Linked DNA regions of Mus musculus: all the other regions are linked to region 3. Evidence: chromatin contacts called from public Hi-C, HiCAR-type and promoter capture Hi-C data. All regions are on one chromosome and are shown on one strand. Each heading gives the region's core, a stretch centred on a gene start, on an enhancer-like site or on the middle of the called end of the contact. The rest is flanking DNA. Distances are from core to core; before and after follow the strand shown.

What was found. Promoter capture Hi-C pulls out the DNA fragments that hold promoters and counts their contacts. Hi-C and Micro-C count contacts between places; a contact is called where the count stands out from the background. HiCAR-type assays count read pairs that join an accessible place to other places. Capture Hi-C pulls out chosen DNA fragments and counts their contacts.
Region 1: a contact with region 3 is called in a promoter capture Hi-C map of pre-B cells. The contact joins the promoter of Cfap36 here to the promoter of Cpeb4 in region 3. A contact is called at or near these places in 3 of 39 promoter capture datasets (the C10 cell line, liver and pre-B cells).
Region 2: a contact with region 3 is called in a Hi-C map of B cells, with 5 read pairs. The contact joins the promoter of Prorsd1 here to the promoter of Cpeb4 in region 3. A contact is called at or near these places in 1 of 39 promoter capture datasets (pre-B cells), 1 of 484 Hi-C or Micro-C datasets (B cells) and 1 of 9 other capture datasets (liver).
Region 4: a promoter capture Hi-C map of neutrophils shows a contact between it and region 3, with 4 times the contacts expected there. The contact joins the promoter of Ppp4r3b here to the promoter of Cpeb4 in region 3. A contact is called at or near these places in 5 of 39 promoter capture datasets (3T3-L1-derived adipocytes, liver, neutrophils and 1 more), 1 of 115 datasets of contacts at active chromatin or transcription factors (astrocytes) and 2 of 9 other capture datasets (adipose tissue and liver).
Region 5: a contact with region 3 is called in a promoter capture Hi-C map of liver, with 5 times the contacts expected there. The contact joins the promoter of Pnpt1 here to the promoter of Cpeb4 in region 3. A contact is called at or near these places in 2 of 39 promoter capture datasets (the C10 cell line and pre-B cells) and 2 of 9 other capture datasets (adipose tissue and liver).
Region 6: a contact with region 3 is called in a HiCAR-type map of astrocytes, with 4 times the contacts expected there. The contact joins the promoter of Ccdc88a here to the promoter of Cpeb4 in region 3. A contact is called at or near these places in 1 of 39 promoter capture datasets (pre-B cells) and 1 of 115 datasets of contacts at active chromatin or transcription factors (astrocytes).
Region 7: a promoter capture Hi-C map of liver shows a contact between it and region 3, with 6 times the contacts expected there. The contact joins the promoter of Clhc1 here to the promoter of Cpeb4 in region 3. A contact is called at or near these places in 2 of 39 promoter capture datasets (cranial neural crest and pre-B cells), 1 of 484 Hi-C or Micro-C datasets (pre-B cells), 1 of 115 datasets of contacts at active chromatin or transcription factors (astrocytes) and 1 of 9 other capture datasets (liver).

Annotation. Positions count from the first base shown.
Region 1 is chr11:29,245,976-29,248,675 of GRCm38.p6, forward strand. Cfap36 (cilia and flagella associated protein 36) reads right to left here and starts at 1,297. Exons shown (of 10, transcript NM_025740.3): 1 at 1,040-1,297. The coding sequence starts at 1,154.
Region 2 is chr11:29,513,599-29,516,298 of GRCm38.p6, forward strand. Prorsd1 (prolyl-tRNA synthetase domain containing 1) reads right to left here and starts at 1,435. Exons shown (of 2, transcript NM_026465.3): 1 at 1,319-1,435; 2 at 1-78. The coding sequence starts at 1,402.
Region 3 is chr11:31,869,574-31,872,273 of GRCm38.p6, forward strand. It overlaps Cpeb4 (cytoplasmic polyadenylation element binding protein 4), which reads left to right and starts at 1,367. Exons shown (of 10, transcript NM_026252.4): 1 at 1,367-2,700.
Region 4 is chr11:29,171,717-29,174,416 of GRCm38.p6, forward strand. It overlaps Ppp4r3b (protein phosphatase 4 regulatory subunit 3B), which reads left to right and starts at 1,260. Exons shown (of 16, transcript NM_134034.3): 1 at 1,260-1,731. The coding sequence starts at 1,590.
Region 5 is chr11:29,129,300-29,131,999 of GRCm38.p6, forward strand. Pnpt1 (polyribonucleotide nucleotidyltransferase 1) reads left to right here and starts at 1,445. Exons shown (of 28, transcript NM_027869.2): 1 at 1,445-1,619. The coding sequence starts at 1,459.
Region 6 is chr11:29,372,348-29,375,047 of GRCm38.p6, forward strand. It overlaps Ccdc88a (coiled coil domain containing 88A), which reads left to right and starts at 1,311. Exons shown (of 31, transcript NM_001363368.1): 1 at 1,311-2,063; 2 at 2,160-2,260. The coding sequence starts at 2,001.
Region 7 is chr11:29,546,561-29,549,260 of GRCm38.p6, forward strand. Clhc1 (clathrin heavy chain linker domain containing 1) reads left to right here and starts at 1,390. Exons shown (of 12, transcript NM_028504.1): 1 at 1,390-1,580. It overlaps Rps27a (ribosomal protein S27A), which reads right to left and starts at 1,480. Exons shown (of 6, transcript NM_024277.2): 1 at 1,281-1,480; 2 at 1,121-1,185; 3 at 646-700; 4 at 143-228. The coding sequence starts at 1,168.

The DNA.
Region 1 (2,700 bases), core at 47-2,546, 2.6 Mb before region 3:
AAAACACTTAACTCGTGTTTGAACTTTAACAGTTAGAATAAAATAAAAGGTTCAGTGATCAAACAACATTCTTTCTTTACTAGATTCATAGAATTTTGGGTTTGAGAGAAGTCTTGCAAGACAATTCAGGATAAGAACCCTCTGTTAGCTGAATCTCAAACAAGCTGCATTGCAGTACAGTCACTGTCGAGTGTATGCAGATACTTCAAATGCCTGGGAACCCATTAACTTTTCAAGCAGGCCACCTCATCCTAGAAAAGTGTATAAAAGATTCCCTTCACTGAAATGTGTTCTCTGCAGCTGTGAGTCAGTATTCACTCACCCCAGCTCTATTGCACCGATCTTTACAAAAAGTCTGTCCCCCTAACCTAAGACACAAGTTCAGACGATATATATTGCTACCCTCCAAGTATTGCCTAGGCAAAAAAAAAAAAAAAAAAAAAACCAAGATAAAGGTTGGATAGGACATCGTTTGTGATTGCTTCTCTATGAACAGAGTCCAATTCGTCTTATGAACTCGGATATGAGCGTGATATGAACCGATCAGAAAGCACTGATGCTGGTCCTTCAAAAGAATGCCACATTTGTATATCTCGTTTGTTAGAAAGCTCTTCCTCCCCATCGCCTGCTTTGGTCCTGCCGGAGTAATCGAATGCCCCCCTTTGCAGATAAAATGGCCAGAGTGAATTTGTCATTTCATAGGCTGAGTCCACAGGGCGACATCTCAGGGGTCAGAAGGAACTCGAAGAAAAACGACGTTTTCCCCAAATAACTGAGGAAGATGCTGGTTACCCAAACAGTCCACTTGCGCGGGGTAGAAAGATACGGGGTGAAGTGACAGGCCGAACATGGGATTAAAGTCTAATGTCTTCAGGACAGGCGCTCGGGCAGAGTGGGTGAAAAGTCTTGGTGAGCAATTTCACGTCTGCAAACAAACGAGCCACTCGGGAAGGGATGTACGTAATTCCTTCTACAAAACTGTCCTAGGCCCGGCAGGCAGAGACAGTAATATTTGGCTTGTTCACAGTCTGGTTCTTACCTTCGCATTTCTGCTCCACAAAGTCCAAGATGGGGATAGACCAATCCGGGCCCCGCAGGAACCCAGCGATGCTCTCCACCACCCATTCCACTTCGTCCTCTTCTTCCGCAGCCATCCCGCTCGCACCCGGCGACGCGGACGCCTAGGCCGGATTCCCCCAGCCCTGTCTGGCCTTTCGGCCGCAGGAAGCGACGGAGAATGCGGGCAGCAAGGTCCCCGCAATCGCCGGGCCCCCAGGTTAGACACCACAAACCAGTTAACGTAAAATGGTCGCTATGACAACGTACGCAGCAGCCCGGAAGTGAGGCCTGAGTCCTGAGCTCCTGGAGGGGGGGGGCTGGATTAGGAACGTTTCCTATTGGCTAGAAGAGAACGGGGCAAACGATAGCCCTCCACTCATTGGCCCGTAGTTGCTAGGCTGAGAGCAGACGCGCGGGCATTGGCTACTGCGCTTAGAGACGGCGTTCGCGCTCCCGTGTGCGCGCGGCCCGTCTCAAAATGGCGTGCTGAAGGCGTGGCTTCCCTGAGGACCTCCTCCCACCTCATCCCTAGCGGTCTTCAGACCCCCTGGCCCTTGAAAACAAAATTGAGAGAAATATGCTCTGTGAGGTTTACTGATTGATTCTGCAAGCCGTTTGCTTGCTGTCTAAGGATGGGTCTAAGCTTAGTTAACAACAACTAAAATTAGGACAAGTATAAAATCAGTTAATCTCCATTTAATTAGGCTTTCATAGACAGTATTTAGAAAGTATCAAGGTTGCTCTCTTCCTACTTAAGAGCCAGAGGACTCCCAAGAATCTTATAACTAGATGTGGTGGCCTACACCTTTAATCCCAATACTCCTGATAGCCACAGGCAGACAGACCTGAGAGTCCCAGGCCCACCAAGGCTATATAATGAGAGTGGTGAGGAGCTGGAGGAGCAGACTCTACAACTTCAGTTTCATGAAAGTGGAAGTGGAGGACTCAGTGAGAACCAGAGGTGACTGTGTGTTGGGCCGACAGCACAGTACCAGGTCTGGTTGAGGGCAGGAGCTACATACAGCAAATGTTCATGGAAAGCTCAGGAGGAACTAAAGGGGTATTAGAGGCAGAGGACCCTGAAGATCTCAACGTTTCAGTGGTTCTCAACCTTCCTAATGCTGCAGCCTTTTAATACAGTTTCTCGTATTGTGGTGACACCCAACCATAGAATTATTGCATTGCTACTCCATATTGTAACTTTACAACTGTTGTAAATCTGGTGTGCAGGATTTCTGATCCGTGGCCCACAGGTTGAGAACTATTTCAATATATACTAAAGCTGTTGATAGAGGACCCAGCTCTCAAGTCAGCAATTAGTATGTTAGCTAGTTAATCTTGTCTTCTGTCCAAGAATTTCCTTATGGACGAAAAGGTCATTTCTGTGGGGATTTGTCTTGTCACCTGTCTCATCATTGAAGTCTCTGAGGACCACAAAAGCTGCTGAGCCACAAAAGTCATCAAAGGGGCTCCAGGCCCCTCCTTGCTGCCCAGCCTATGGCTCCTCAGGAGCTGTCCAAAATGGCGGTATCACAACATCTCAGCCTACAGCCATCATAAGAGCCGTAAGAGTGGTCCACAGTGGCACACTGCTTTTCTCACCTCATCGGGAGCTGCCCCTCAGGAGCTGTTCATAATGGC
Region 2 (2,700 bases), core at 185-2,684, 2.4 Mb before region 3:
GTCTTTAAGAAATAAGTTCTTACTATGTGCTCCTTTCAGATGTTGAATATGAGGCATCATTTCTTCAATTGTAAACACCTGCAAAATATGCAAAAGAAAAAACACTGTAAATTGCACACATACATATCCACGGTTGTACATATTTTTCATGGTGGATGCTCTGAATTTAACTGGTATTCGTTATAAATGTTTTGATAGGGGTTGGGCCTTTTGGTGCTGAGGATAGGACCCAGAGTGCTATGCTTGCTAGGCAGGCACAATATCTCTGAACTAAAAACCTCAGCCTCCAAATACTTTAAAGGCCTGGTACCTGGAGTACTGGTACTTAGAGCTGAGGCCGAGATCAAGAATTCAAGAGTGCAGCAAAATCCTGGTTGGGGTTCAGGGGGAGCCTTAATCATCACAGTTGCAGACCTCAAGACCTCAGTTTTTGTTGGGCCAGTTTTCTATCCCAGTGGCTAACAAAGCCATCAGGTGCCTGAGACGCTTATAACTTTTGAACTTTGGCGTAAAATTTGATGACAGTCCTTAATATTTATCTCCAGAGTCCCAGACATTCACTACAAGGGCATCGATGAAGAACATAAGACCCCAGGTTAGTACATAAAGAACATTTTTTTAATGTTACAAGTACCAGTACTCCAGGGCCTTAAAGTATTTGGAGGCTGGGAATGTACACAGAATGTGACCTTTGTAAAAATGGGAAATAGTAAATATTAAGACAGGTGTTTTCTATCATAAAATGTGTCGTGCAAGCCTTACCAACCCTCATAATAGTTTCCACAAAAATTGTACATCTCCAGTGTAGGTCATGTTAAAATTAAGGTACGTACTTTTGTTTGTGGCACAAGCGGGAGCGGGCCAAAAGAGGAACTGTAGTTTTAAACAGCTCTCAGTGTGAGTGCTGAAATAAATTCGTGTCATCTGCAAGAGAAGTACGTGCTCTTAACCGCGAAAACAATTCTCCAGACTCAGGGGTTATATACTTTTTGTAATTATTTGGGAAATGATCCTTGCCGTGCTGCAGTGGTAACGACTGTCCAAAGAAGTAAAAAACCAAGCCACCTCAATGGCCTGCTGTGCCTTTGGTACCAGATACAGCCTAGGCGATTCTATAGGGTTGCCACTTATGTAGTGCCTTGTTCCTTAGTTATCTACATAACGTATCAGCTATCCAACCGGCTTTTAAGTCACGTCAGTCATCCCAGGACAAGTTTCCTCACGGTTGCCGCAGTTTTAAATAAACTTATAAGCCTCTGCTTGGACCCAATAAACACTCGCCCGAAGACCCTCTGCCTTCCTGGGGCCGCAGTCTCACCTCGGGATGCTCCACGACCTCCGTGCGAATGGCGAGGGCGCCGAGCCTCTGTTCTAACTCAGCCCGCAGCTCCGAGCCTGCCATTTTCCCCTCTACGTGGGCAGGCTTACCGGAAGTGCCACGGCTTCGGGGGCGTGGTGATGGCTGCTTGCTCCGCCCTGGCATGGCTCTGTGGCCTGACCCATCTTTGGGCCGCCGAGAGCGCTTAGCCACACCCCCAACCACCTGAGCCTCCAGTGCCGGGGTCGGAAAGCTCCGGGTTCCATTGCTCGGCCGCGGCAATGTGGCTTCATGCCTCAACAACTGTAGCTTGTGACTTCCGTCTTTCCGTTCTTTTAAATTTTATGTGTTATGGGCGTTAGTTACCGGCTTGCATGGTTGTGCACCACGTGTGAGCAGTGCCTGAGGAGGCTGAAAGAAGGTGTTCAATTTACTAGAACTGGAGTGATGGTGAGTCATGTAGGTGCTAGGAACCGAACTCGGTCCTCTGGAAGACCAGCCATCACTCCCGCATATTATGATATTAGAAAACGGTACTGCGGGTGTGGTGGCGCACTCCTTTAACCCAGCACTTGGGAGGCAGAGGCAGGCGGATTTCTGAGTTCGAGGCCAGCCTGGTCTACAGAGTGAGTTCCAGGACAGCAAGGGCTATACAGAGAAACCCTGTCTCGAAAAAAAAGAAAAAAGAAAAGAAAGGAAGAAAACAGTACTGCGACGAATTACAGTGGTCGTTATGATACTTATGGCCTGGAATTTGCAACCATGGTGGGACCACTTACTTTGAATAAGGTTCAAATTCCACATTAGTATTTCACTTAAACTTTGAAATTAAGGCTCACATGCAACATGAAACACTGATACACTCAGAGATGTTTAATATAAATTAATTGTATTTATTTGGGAGTGAAGATCTGAAAAAGAACCCCTCTTAAGACACAGATGGTATGCTTTTTCTCTCCCTCGGTGACACAAATAGAGCCAGATTAGAACATATTACATGTAGATAAAGGCAGGTTTACTAGGAGGCAGCTTTTGGGCGGGCTCATCAATCTCACATGTGGAAGTCAGTGAAGTCACTCATCTGGTCTTAAGAGGGTTTCACAGAGTTTTGGCAAGGAATGATGCCGTGCTAGCTAGGAGCTGGGATAGTGTCCATACATGGTCAAAAACTGAGCCCCTAAGCAGACACTCTTGGGTGAGTTACCATAAACACACCACATTAGCCAGGAGCTTTCTCTGCCTGTGCAGTAGAAGAAGGAGGGCAGACTGGAAAACAGGGATTTGTTCCAGCCTATGATTTACTCAGTATTGGAAGAAACTACAAAAGAGTAAGTCAGAGTTGTGTTTACAGTTTCACTCTGAACTCAGGATTTCAAAATTTT
Region 3 (2,700 bases), core at 117-2,616:
GATTTCATTCTTGCTGCTTTTCTCTATGTATGTCTCCATTCAAGATTCCTCTCTGGTGCTTCCAATCTTCAATGTCAAATCTTTCGAGCAGTGGCTCTCAACCTTCCTAATGCTGCGACCCTTTCATACAGTTACTCGTGCTGTGGTGACCCCTCCCCACCATAAAATTACTTTTGTTGCTACTTCATAACTGTAATTTTGCTACTGTTATGAATTGTAATGTGAACATCTGTGTTTTCTGAGGGTCTTAGGCAATCCCTGTGAAAGGGTCATTGGACACCTCCCTGAAGGCATCACAACCCAGTTGTTGAGAACTACTGTTTTAAGCACTGATTTAGAGACATAAGCCACCAATGTAATATAATGCCATATAAAAGCATGAGCGGTATCGAGGGTCATGTATGCCTGTAAAAAGAGATTCCGAAGGCAGAGTAGGTAGGTTGGAGACTTACTCCTAAAACGAAATGAGAGTTTGCCAAGAGGAGACGACAAAGGCGTGGAAAAAGGCACAGAGAATACTGCCCACAGGACAATACGGAGTTTGGTCTTTATTCTCCAGGTAACGGACTGCCATTTTTAAAAAGGTATGAGCACAACAGGACCGTGACTGGAATTTCGTTTTTAGAAAAATCCCTCCGTTCTGCTTGGAAGGTGGAGTAGAAAGCTAATAGTTGGTGGCTCAGCCATGGACGCCTACAGCATCTGCATCTCAAAGGGAGGATGGGAGAGTAGGTGGTTCGGGTGGAGGAATGGAGACTGAAGGGAATCCCTCCGGAGACGTGCGTTCAGGATAAGGACTATGCAGTTCTAGGCACAGCACAGATGCCGGGAAAACCCGCCTCTCCTTCCATCCCTCGGGGGCGGAGCTCGGGCCAGAGCACGTGATGCCCGGGGCACCCACCTTTACTCAGGGCAGGCCTCTCGTTTATTCTAGGTTTCATGGGTTGCCACTTCGACCCCCAACACTTTAGCTCAGTGTTTCAGTGTGCAAGATGTCCATTCTCTTCCGAGCGTCTCTCTACGGACTTCCTAAGAAGCCTGCTTTGGGAACATAAATCGCAAAGGAATCTTTGCCCATAAAAAAGATGGCGGTGCACCGCTTGCACTGGGTGCGCAGACCCGAGGCCGACGCCGGCCCCGCTGGGCGAGGCGCAGGCGGAAGAGGCGGCTCTGAGATGACCAGAGACCTTCCTGGGTGGAGCTCTGAGGCTGGGAGGCGTGGCCTAGTCGGGATTGTGGTGTCGGATTGGTCTTCCGGCTGCTAGGCGTGGCCTCCGCAGCACCCCGCCCCTCCCTCATCGAACCGGAAGTGTCTCTCGGTCTTTCCAGCTGGTTGTCATTTCACTCGGCTCGGTCCTGAGGAGAAGGACTCAGCCGCGGCTGCGGGACCTGGGCACCGGAGGCAGTGGCGGCGGCGGCGGCGGCGGCAGCGGCGACAGCAGAGGAAGACGAGGAGGAAGAAGGAAGAAAAAGAAGAGCCAGACGGAGTCCGCAACGACGACAGCTGGGACTGCGGGACCGGGGAAAAGCGGCGGCGGCGGCGGCCCAGCAACCGTGAGGAGAAACAAAAGCCTTCTAAATTATAGTTTCCAATCAGTCTAGGGGAAAAGAGAGCGCGAGCCGAGGGGGGAGGCTTTTCTCCTGTAGAGTAACTACGGTAGCGGGGTTTTCCTTTTTGTCCATCCCCCTTCCCCCTCCCCCCGGCGGAGAATCGAACTGAGAGAACTGAACAAACCGCCCCTGGGTCCCATGAGGGAAAAAAATCCCGGAGCCGCAGAGAGGGGAAGAGGCAGAAACCGCAGGACCTTCCAGGTCGCCCCCTTGCTCCCCGCACCCCCGGGCCGCCAGCTTGCCCTTGTCCAGTCTCGCTAATCCCTCCTGATCGCGACACCCCCCAGAGGGAGAAACGGGTGTTTCCAACCCCTTTCATGGGGGAAAGGAGGCCGAGGGGAGCCCAAGAACAGCAAACGCAGCAAGATCTGCACCCGGAGCCCAAGGAACAGCCCCAGAGGCCCACACTGCACCCTACAAAAGAACAGAAACAGGACCAGGAACAGCAGAAATCTCCCTGCAATCATCTTTCCTTTAGTCAAGGCTGATTTCCTCTTTGGCAACCAGAAATTCACCTCCCGCCCCAGATAACCTAATATAATCTATCTATATATAAATATATAATATATAATGTTCTTAAATTATTCCTGATTTTTTTAACCAAGCTGCCAAGAAAAGAACGTATTCACCCCTTAATCCTATTCTAATTTTTATGTGAATCTAAACTGCTGAGGAAGACCATATGTGATTGTTAAATTTTATATATATATATTTTTACTCCGCACAATGCTTATTCTTCTATATCCATAGATGCTTGAGAAGCTGTGTTTTTGTCATTCATGAACATTTTCCTTTGGAAAAAGAAAGCGCCTATTTTACTAACCAAAGACTTGATTTTTACCTTTTTCCTTTTTTATTCCTTCCTTGAAATAAGCCCAATTGGATTCATATCAATATTTTAAGAGGTTTTTTTTTTTAGGTTCTTTTCCATTCAGAGAGACCAGAATTCCAAATCAGAGATACGTAGGGTGATAAGCTGTGATCTTTGAGTTAGCTATAAATAAGATACTTCAAGCAAACATATTTGAGATACAGGGGAGGAAAGACGTGAGACATTAGGTTGTCTTTTTTTTATTGTGAGATTCTGAT
Region 4 (2,700 bases), core at 10-2,509, 2.7 Mb before region 3:
TTCAAAGTACATTTTGTCCATATCAGTCACAGATTATCAGGGACTTATGTATAGTGATTCACGTCCTTTTATCATAGGCAGAATCCTGTTACATACCATAGGCTGCAATTTCCATATGCAGTCGTTACAGGCAAATGACAGCAGACCAGGCTAATTTTCTTGGTCCCTCATACATTTAAAGAATCGCAATGATAGTTCAAATTTTGAAATCCTTTTCAATCAAGCGACTATGTACATAAGACACCCTTTTAAACATGAGTTGCCGCCTAACCTCGTCAAATCATAAGCACACTTTGACAAGCATGGTGATGACTACAACTCCCGAAATACACCGCGGGATCAACATGTGCACCTGCCCCGTGTTCACCTTTCAGGTTAGAGCCAAGAGTTGAGGGACCATATAAGAGAACGGAGAGGCGGCAGAACTACGCTGGGAGCGGATGCCTTCGGGCGAGCGTCACGCTCTGAGCGACGTTAACTTCACGCTGGAAACCGTTCTTGCGGCACATGAAGCTGAGAGCTCCCCGAGGATTGTGAGGCTGTACGCCTGTGCTTGCCTCGTCGCTGCCGCCGGTCTCTCTGAACCTTTTAATGGTCCGTGGTACCCGGCTAACGGAAGAACGCTTCGGCGGGAAATAGGAACTGTCAACGCGTTTGTGGAACATTAGATCGCCCACTGCTCATCGTGGCCATGGAACACCTTCCCGGCAGAAGCCTCGCAGATTCTATAACGGATTTTAGTGGGTGAAGGCTCGACCTCCCATCGTCTTCACGAATGACTCGAACACCCTCACCCCGTCTCAGTCCTTTTCGGGCTGTCAGCCTGAGTCCCTACACTTGGCTTCACTCTAGTCCTGTGCACGCATTCGGACTTCTCAGCCTGGCTCTGTTCTGCTGAGAGCAAGTCCAGAGTTGACAACCCGCCACATGACCAACATCAGCCCTACAAATCCCGAAGAACAACTCGGCAACTCCATCGCCAAGGCAACCTTCTACACACGCTTCCTCCCGGCGCAGGTAGAAAAGCTCGCGGGACTTCCCCGCCCAACTGAGATTCCCGAATCAGGAAGCGGGGCCGAAAGAGGAGGAAGTCCCTCCTTGGCCGGCTCACCTCGGCGGCGCACTCCTCGCGAGATCGCCGAGGTCTGACTCTCCGGAAGTGTGTTCGGAGGTAAAGGTACTGTGCGTTGGGCTCGTCGGCCGCCGTAGCCCCTGCTAGGGCAGCCCGTACGAACCTGCTGGAAGAGGAAGAGAAAGGCAGAGAGTCGGGTTACAAGATGGCGGATCTGTAGTAGTAACCGCGGCGGGCGGCGGCAGCGGGAGAGCGAGCGAGCTCCGGGACGCAAAAGGAAGGGAGAGTGGTTGTGCGCCGCGGTGAAGGGAGGGGTAGCGGAGACCACGAGCGGAGGGCTCTCGGTGGCTCTGGTCACCCCTTCTCGCGGCTAAACCTTTAGAGCCATGGTAAACTCGGGCCTCTCCAGAGTCGCTGCCACCACCGCCGCTGCCGCCACTACCGGCTCTCAAGAGTGAGGGATACCGGCGAGGTGAGCGAGGAGGTGGCGGCTGGAACGGTGGGGCCAGAAGCCACCATGTCGGATACACGGAGGCGAGTGAAGGTCTATACCCTTAACGAAGACCGGCAATGGGACGACCGAGGCACCGGGCACGTCTCCTCCACTTACGTAGAGGAGCTCAAGGGGATGTCGCTGCTGGTTCGTGCCGAGTCCGACGGTAAGGGTATTGGAACGGTGGGGTAGGGGATAGTGCATCGGTTGCGGCACAACCTGAGGGTTAAGCGCTGCGCTCCGGTACTGTATTCTGACTAGCACCACTAGGGACAGCGCATTGGTCTTGAGCCTGCCCTTCTTTACGATAAAAACAAACTGCTGGGCCTGGATTTACTCTCTGTCAGACGTGAACTCGCAGTTCTCCGCCTCCATCCCTATTGAGGATTTGACTCCTTCTCCCCCCCCCCCCACCCCCCCATCCCAACCCGGTAGTTGAGGTTTAGAATGTATGAGTGGGAAGTCAGTAGAAGACCAGGTAGGAATATCGCCCATGAGATGACCCCCGACTCCCGAGCCGCTTTAGGTACAGTCCTGTCGGTTGTACCTATGTAGCATAAAAGGTTTAGAGAAACTCTGCCTTAAAAACAAGTTTCAGTTGTTCCAATCGCCAGGTGCTGGGGAAAACTAAAACGGACTTTCTCTTGGAGTTACTACAGACTGTTGCCACGAAACACACAAGCACGTACATATTTATTGATTGATCCCTCCAAGGCTGCCGTTGTAGGGAGTGAAAAAGTGGGTTCCACAATCTCGGCAAGTTAGAAAACTAAAGCGGACTGTGAAGTTGTATTTGTTGATTGCAGAATTCATAGAAACCATTTTAATATTAAAAACTGACAGCCATAATAAAAAAGCTACTACTTATATATACTCAAGAGCTGCCCAACTGGAACAGCTAATGCATTCAAGAAATAAAAGAATAGCAATCTTAGATCATTTTGGGCAAATGTTGTACTAGTGCAGAGTCCCTCATTAGGAGTTAAGAGGCATTTATTTCTACATTATGAAGAGGAGGGTTTGTCAAAGGAAAAGGATAAATATCATTTGTATGGTAAGTCTCTCTGGGGTCCTTGTAATTTGTTTTGTTAGACAGGAAATTCAGTGAAACAGCTTTTGTTAAAGTTTAGTCTTC
Region 5 (2,700 bases), core at 195-2,694, 2.7 Mb before region 3:
TTGCTCTGGGTAAAAGCCTGTAAGCCTAAGAGCTAATCCTGTACATGGCTCCTTTACCTACACACTGGGGATTTGACCTCTATCTCCACTCTCATTAATATGGGTGGCCTATTTGCTCTTATTAAAAGAAAAAGGGGGAGATGTTGGGAGCCGCCCCCACATTCGCCGTTACAAGATGGCGCTGACATCCTGTGTTCTAAGTGGTAAACAAATAATCTGCGCATGTGCCAAGGGTATCTTATGACTACTTGTGCTCTGCCTTCCCCGTGACGTCAACTCGGCCGATGGGCTGCAGCCAATCAAGGAGTGACACGTCCGAGGCGAAGGAGAATGCTCCTTAAGAGGGACGGGGTTTTCGTTTTCTCTCTCTCTTGCTTCTTGCTCTCTTTTCCTGAAGATGTAAGAATAAAGCTTTGCCGCAGAAGATTCTGGTCTGTGGTGTTCTTCCTGGCCGGTCGTGAGAACGCGTCGAATAACATCAATGCTTTTATTTCCTTTTGATTTATGACTCAAAATTACTACTATTCTAATTATTTTAGAGTGACATTAGGAAACATAGACTCCTTCCCATTTTAATATACCTCTCCAAAACTTACAACTGAATGAATGGTAAATTATTCAAGGGGTTCTCAAAAAAAAAAGTTTTTTCTTGTTTTTTGTTTTGTTTTGTTTTGCTTTGCTTTGTTATGTTTGTGTCTAAGTGTGTGCGAGTTTGCATGTGTGTGGATACACCAGTGTGTGCAGGTGACTGGGCGTGTGTGCCTGTGTGCGCGTGCGCGTGTGTGTATATATATATATATATATATATATATGTGTGTGTGTGTGTGTGTGTGTGTGTGTACGTTAAGAATGTGTGGAAGCCAGAGGTTAAAGTACGGTGTCTTGCTTGATAGCGCTCTACTTATTTTTTGAGGTAGGGTCCCTTGCTGAACCTGGAGCCCTCAGGCAAGTCTAACAAGCCAGGATGATTCATGGATTCATTCTCAGCCTCTGAACGTTGGAATTACAGGTGGCCTTCCATAGACACAAACCTAGATCTTTAGGTAAGAACCAAATAATCGTGAGTTGTTCAGTATTTATTTACTGTTACATTTATTAAACACATTGTTCTAAGACTTTCTTTCAAACCGTGATAACACTAGCGCGCGCGCGCACACACACACACACACACACACACACACACACACACACACACGGCGCGGGAAGTATTAAAGGGCTTTCTTTAAATCTATACATTTTTTTTAAGGTAGTACTTATTTTTCACCGATAAGGGTGGGGGAATAAAAGCTGACTGAAAGAAACGCATTCTGGTGGTTTGACTCTGGCAATTACAGAAAGCCTGCAAGGATTGCTTTCCCGGCAGTTTGCAGGCTCCACGGAAACGAAACTGCGTCCGACTCCGCCCACAGGAGTGCTGGCCAATGAGGCGCTGCCCAGGCCTTCCACGCTCTGGGTGTCATGGCGGCCTGCAGGCTGTGCTGCTTGTGCCCGTGCCTCCGACCGCTGGGCTGCGGCCCCCTCGGCCGGCCCGGGCGGAATCGGGCACTCAGCTATTTGCAGATGCGAGCGTTGTGGAGCAGCACCGGATCCAGAGCGGTGACTGTAGACCTGGGACACAGGTGAGAAACGGTGTGAGTTCGCGGTTTTCACGCGGCGTCTGTCTTGTCCATTCAGCCCCAGAAGTCAAATCCCCCCCAGGGTAGGAATCAAGCAGCCTAAGTCTCTTAAGTTCTCTACTCCAAACCTAAGGTCGAGATTTCCTTTTTCCGGATTTAAAGTCTGTCTCCCTTTCCCAAGCTGGCCGCTGCCTTTTGCCTCTTCATCTTCCTCCTAGCCCTGCGGTGAACTTCCTGAGTCCTATTGCCTGTGCCCCAGACATCCTTTCTCTATTTTCCGAGACCTCGAGCTCTGAAGTAGGAAACCCTAGGTAATGCGTTATCGTTCCGTGCCCCAGGTCCACTGATGGCCGGTGTGAGCCGGAGATGAATGCCAGTTATAAGATGCACATAGTCCTGTTAAACCTGTAGTGAAAGTACAGTTACCATCCAACAAAAGGTCAAAAAGGCAAATTTCTCAGTTAACAAGACACACGGCGGGGGTGTATATGTGGATATTTTAAATAATAGGTTTTTTTAAAGCTTTTCCCTAAAGCTCTACTTTTTGTGGCAGGCCGCTGCCCCGTGTCCTCCCTTGGCATCCGATTACTCTTCCCATCACTGTGTTCTGCTTGTTCATTCTATCAATCTTCTTGTTTATGTTCATAGAGTATTTAGGTAGGCATTCACTCACATGGTTTGGCATATAGAAACTTCAGAACTCTTCCATTTATTCCCAAATGCCTACTTCCAAACCCCAGAGGCTAGCTATGCTATGGGTCCACTATGTATTTGGAGGTATTTTATACAATATAATATTGAAAAGTAAATTGTTATGAGACAAAGTAAACAACAACAACAAAACACCATAAACTTAATAGCTTTCTTGGAACAATCAAAATTACATGTAAACACCATAAACTTAATAGCTTTCTTGGAACAATCAAAATTACATGTACTCCCTACCCCCCAAAATCTTTCTGACTTTCTGCATTATTAGAATTCATTGAATAACATACTGTTTCAGTTCTGATATCGCAATTTGTCAGGTCGTTCAAATTTCCTTTGATATAATCTGGTTGTTGACAAACATGCTTTTATTCCA
Region 6 (2,700 bases), core at 61-2,560, 2.5 Mb before region 3:
AATTTAGTATATGATAAAACATGTTTACTGTTACCTTAAATTATGAGAGATGGAGAGATGACTCAGTGGTTATGAGCTCTGGTTGCTGGTGCAGAGGACCAGGGTTTGATTCCTGGCATCCAGTGGCTCATGGCTGCCTCTAACCTCTGTTCCAGGGAACCTAGTGCCCTCTTCTGACCTCCACAGGAACCAGGCACATAAGTGGGGAAGAAACATACATCCAAGGCAAAAATTCATACAATCAATGAAAAATAAAACATACAAAAATAGATATCATTAAACATATGAGTAGTCAAAGAGGATAGGTACTTGTAAGCACTGTGCAAACATAAAATGCATTGTAATATCACAATACCATATTGTGTTTGGAAAAAGATGTTTTCTATTCCATCTTATCCTGGACATGCTATGGGTATGAGGAAGAATAACATTTAATTTGCTGTGGAACTGTCATATTTTGATGGGCCCTCTAGTACATAAGATAAATGATTTTTAACAAATGTTTGTCACACAACTTGGATGATTTCTAAATATTTTCTCTTGTGGCTCTCAATTTGGATTTTTTTTCCCAGTGACCAAGAAGTCAAAAAATAATGCCTGCATCATGGAAACTCCAGTCAGGAAATCCCATGTTGAAAGGCAGCTTTGGTTATTCTCGACTCTTATAAATATTTCATATATATATAATATATAAATTATATAAATATATATTATATCTATAAATATTTCATATATATATGAAAAGACGGGAAAACAAAAACAACCTCCATCCCCCCAAGATGTGCTTTTGCTTCTTGCTGCAGCTTTCCTAGGCCTTTTAGGGGGCGAGAAAGCATGTTTAACAGAGCAAATCAAAGTGTCCGAAAGAGGATGTCTGCACCCCTCGTGTTTAAAAAAAAGATGGGTTTCGTTCCTTTTCCTTCACACATGAAAGAAGGCGCTCCAGGAGGAAAGAAACCATAATTAGACATGAGCGAGCAAGCAGACAGACCCGGTTCCTCAGTCTTGCCCGGTTCCTCAGTCTCGCCCCCTACACCCTGGCATCCGTCCGGGGCGCGGACTCGACGCGGGCCCCCGCCGCAGCTGCATCGTCCGCGCGTCCACGCTCCGCCAGAATCTGGGCGGCGGCGGGCCGGCCGGGGGCGCGCTCACGCGGGAGCGCGCTCTTGCAGCGGTTTTCTTCTCCCACAATCCAGAGGTAGAGGCGCGGGAGGGCGGGGAGTCGGCGGAAGGATACTGGCGCGGAGGGAGTGGCGCGCTCGCCCGCCAGGCCGGCGGCGGGTGTGCTGCGGCACTGCGGTTCCGAGGCCGTTACCCTAGCTCCTCCAGAGGGCGGCGGAGGAGGCTGGAGCGCGGCAGCGGAGCGTCCGGGCGTCGCTGAGGCACACGGAGGCTGGCGGGGCTCCTGCAGCCGGACGGTCAGGGACACGCCTCGGTGCTCCGGACCCCGGCCAAGGCCAGGGCGCTGAAGCGAGCGCGAGGCCGCGGAGGGATGCTGAGCGCCTGGAGAGGGGCGAGCCGCGCCTGAGGCTGTGAGGTTGCGGGCAGACGCTCCCAGCTCTCGGCGCCCGTGCCCACTGGCGGCCGGAACGCCCAGAACCGCTCGCCCAGGTCCAGCCCGGCCCCCTCGGCCCCCACGTTGGGCTTGAGTTCTTGGCGGCCGCTGCGCTGGCCGGCTCCCCCCGGGAGCGGGGCAACCTTGACGGGCTTTTTGTCTCGTGCCCCGGCCGCTCTCCGCGTCCTCCTCCTCCAGATGCCTTTTTTCTGCCCCTCCTCACCGGGTGCAGACTGCCAGCATCGGCTGCGGCTCAGCGCGGGATTCGGGCTCGTTTCCCCGGGGGGGCTAAGGAGGGACAGCTCTTCCCCTTCTTCGATGGGATTTTCCTCTCCTGCCGGAATGAACTTTCATTGATTCCGTCTTCTACATTTACTGACCAATTCCCTGGGCGTATTTGTGGTACTTCCTCCCCCCGCCCCCTCCTGAATATATAATCTGTAAAATGGAGAACGAAATCTTCACTCCCCTTCTGGAGCAGTTCATGACCAGCCCCTTGGTCACTTGGGTAAGGAAGATGTCCTTTATGGTATATTTGGCCGTGTTATTTGTGGCTGCAGAGATGGAGGTGGGCGTTCACGTCGTGATAATCCTTCTGTTCTAGGTTAAAACGTTTGGACCTCTGGCTGCAGGAAATGGGACTAACCTGGATGAGTATGTGGCTTTAGTGGATGGGGTATTCTTGAACCAGGTCATGCTCCAAATGTAAGTGTCTTCTTCTTTCTTGGTAACTTATATTCTTTGAAACATTACATACTTTGAACTTAGATTTCACGACTTAATTTGGTTCTTTGGCCAGAAAAAAAAAAATCAGGTAGTTTAATTGGATCTTGGAAGGAGCGGTATTCTTATGTGCCTGCCCCATTTATCACAACCAAATAGTTATACCTGTTAAAATTGGTAAACTTTATCCGTGACTTTGCCAATTCTGTTTTGTCATTTATTGTCTTGACTGCTGAAATTCAAACTACATTGTGTCATCTTTGGTCATTTGGTAAAATGACGGAGATAGAGAAATCTTGTCTACCACAGGGAAAAGACTTAACTGAAGTTATATATGTGGAAAGATATTTATTAACCTTTTTAGTATAAGAATAAGTGGTTCAAAAATGGAAAGTGGTGAACTAATATGTTTCAGAAGTGAA
Region 7 (2,700 bases), core at 140-2,639, 2.3 Mb before region 3:
CCTGAGCTACAGGAGACTGCTCTCTACAAAAAGGGTCAACCAACCATCGCATATTTTAAAATCATGGAACAGCTACAGTGCTCAGCAAGTGTTAGTGGATTCAATATCATCCCTTTTTCTGCATGTTTTCCCTCAAACAAACCTTTTGAATGTTGTAGTCAGACAAAGTCCGGCCATCTTCCAGCTGCTTACCAGCAAAGATCAGCCTCTGCTGATCAGGAGGAATTCCTATTAGAGGAAAAAATACTGGGCTTAATAGAACAAGGTACATTCCCCATTGTTGTGAATCAAATGATTGCTAACAGTGGTCACAGACTTAGATGCAACTTTTTCCAAGAGTAAAAGCCCTGGAACTTTCTCTGTAACCAGGCTGCCTCTACCTCCTTAGTGTTGAGATTAAAGTGTGGACTGGGCCATTGCCCAGCCTGAGCATTTTATCGTCTTTGTGACTCAGTAAACAGTTCTAGATTAACTTTTAAAAGATTTGTCCTGCAGAGTTTCCAGTTAATCAGATAGCCTGACACTAATGTCAGGAATATTTTACTTTCAAAAGCATCTAAATTTATTAATCTGTTTTCTACCTTAAGAACAAACGTGTCTAGGTCACACAAGCCAGTCATTTTTCTAGTGACAAACTTTACTTGCCTTCCTTATCCTGGATCTTGGCCTTTACATTTTCTATAGTGTCCGAGGGTTCAACCTGCCAAGTTTTGATATATGTAGTTAATATACGGTTACATAGTAAGTCATTAACTGCTAGCTTTATACAAAACGAGCAAGGAGGAGGTGAGCTAAAGGTAATCAATTAAGATGACACCGCGTGCAAACTACCCAGAGTGCTACAATCCAAATTAGTCCCCATACCAGGGCGAGCGACGGCGGGGGAAGCACAGGAACGCGTCTGCCCGGAGAAAAGCGTCTCCCATCACCTACCCTACATTTCGCCACTCGGGATAAAGCAGGCTAAACCGTACCACACCGAAAACCAAACGTTGTTTTTGCTAAGCACCATAATCTCAGCTCAAAGCCAAGTTTCACAACTCAAAACTCAGAAACCCGCCCTCAAACACTAAGGGCCTCAGTCAGGCCTTGGCTTCCTCAACGGCAAGGTGGCCCGTACCTCGAGCGTGATGGTTTTCCCCGTAAGGGTCTTCACAAAGATCTGCATCGTGGCGGCGGCTCCACCTGCATTCGAAAAGAGACGGATTAGATCCGACGACACCCGTGAGAGCGACGCGTAGCGCCACTAGCCAGAGCGCGGCCACAGAGCATACACTCACCCACGATGGCGGATCGGAAAGGAAGATCCGAGCGTGGCCGACGGGGTCTCCTGGCCGAAGGACCCGCCCCTTAGGCGGCCACACACGTGCCTGCGCGCTGCAGCGGAATCGCGGCTGTCTAACGCAGTGCCAGATTTGCTCGTTCGCTCGGTTTCTTTACGCTCTTTTCTCGGTTTACCTCAGAATGGCCTCGAAATGATGTGCTCAACTAAAAAAAATGCCTCAAAAGGCTTTCTTATACAGCCGATGCGATTAAGAGAGGCTTTCCTTTAAAGGGGGCTTGTGAAACATAAGAGAGAGGTAAAACAAGTCTATCTGGGAATTGTAGTTTTACACTGCTTTCTTCTTGTTAGAACTACTTGTCCCAGGATGCATTTCCACACTTCCCGGATACCTGATTACACTGTCTAAGCTGTGGAGTGAGGGTTAGGAGAGAGTCAGGTGAGGACTCAGGGGATGAGGCACTATGATTTGCGCGTGGGTGGGGACTCTCTGGAAATGCCCCGGAGGGAAGGCTTAAGGGCTAGAAAGGCATTTGGGGGCTGAAGGTGTCTGTCACACCGTAGTGAGCTAGCCACATCTAAGGTATAGTCGAAGTCTTTCTAAGTGCAGGTTTCTGCCCCTCCCGGTAGTCCCTTCCGCTACCCTTCATCCGATCGGAAGAAGCTTTTGAGCGTCACGCGCCTCCCTAGTATGAAACGGTTAAATGTATTGGAATTTTCATCTTTTCACGTTTTAAAAAACATACGATAAGAAAATCTGCAGAATGTTTAGTTTTCGACTATAAGTTTAAATGTGGAGCGTGTCCATCCTGGAGAAAATAGGAGCATGTGCCCTCGGGGAAACTTGAAGCTGTTAAAAGCTGGTGCCTTCTCTCAGTCCCTTCTCCACCTCACAAACCCAGTGCCCTTTCTAATGCACCCTCTCAATGTCTTTTCACCCTATCCGTAAGCGTAGGCGTGCTCCGTTTTCTTACAACGAGGATCCGTAACTCCCTAATAATCTCTGTTTGCTCTTTCCTCATTTTAATATACTAGCTCTGCTGCCTCCAAATTACACATTTTGAAAAGTAAAAATGTAGGGCTAGGAGATGACACAGTAGCTAATATTCGATATGCAGAACCCTGGGTTGGAACTCAAGCACCCACTTTTTAAAAAGGTTGGTGTGCTTGGTGGAGTCTGTGACATGGTAGGCCAGCAGAGACAGGAGACTCCCTGGACCTCATTGGCCAGCAGGTTCAATGAGAGATGGGGGCCGACGACCCTACACCCACACATGACATACATATTTCTTAAAATAAGATGGGGCTTCCAGATGGCTCCATCAGTAAAGAAAATTTACATCTGCTCTAGATCTGATCAACCTTGAGATTCAATTGGTGGAGAAAACCAACTCTAGCAAGTTGCCCTCAGACTTTCA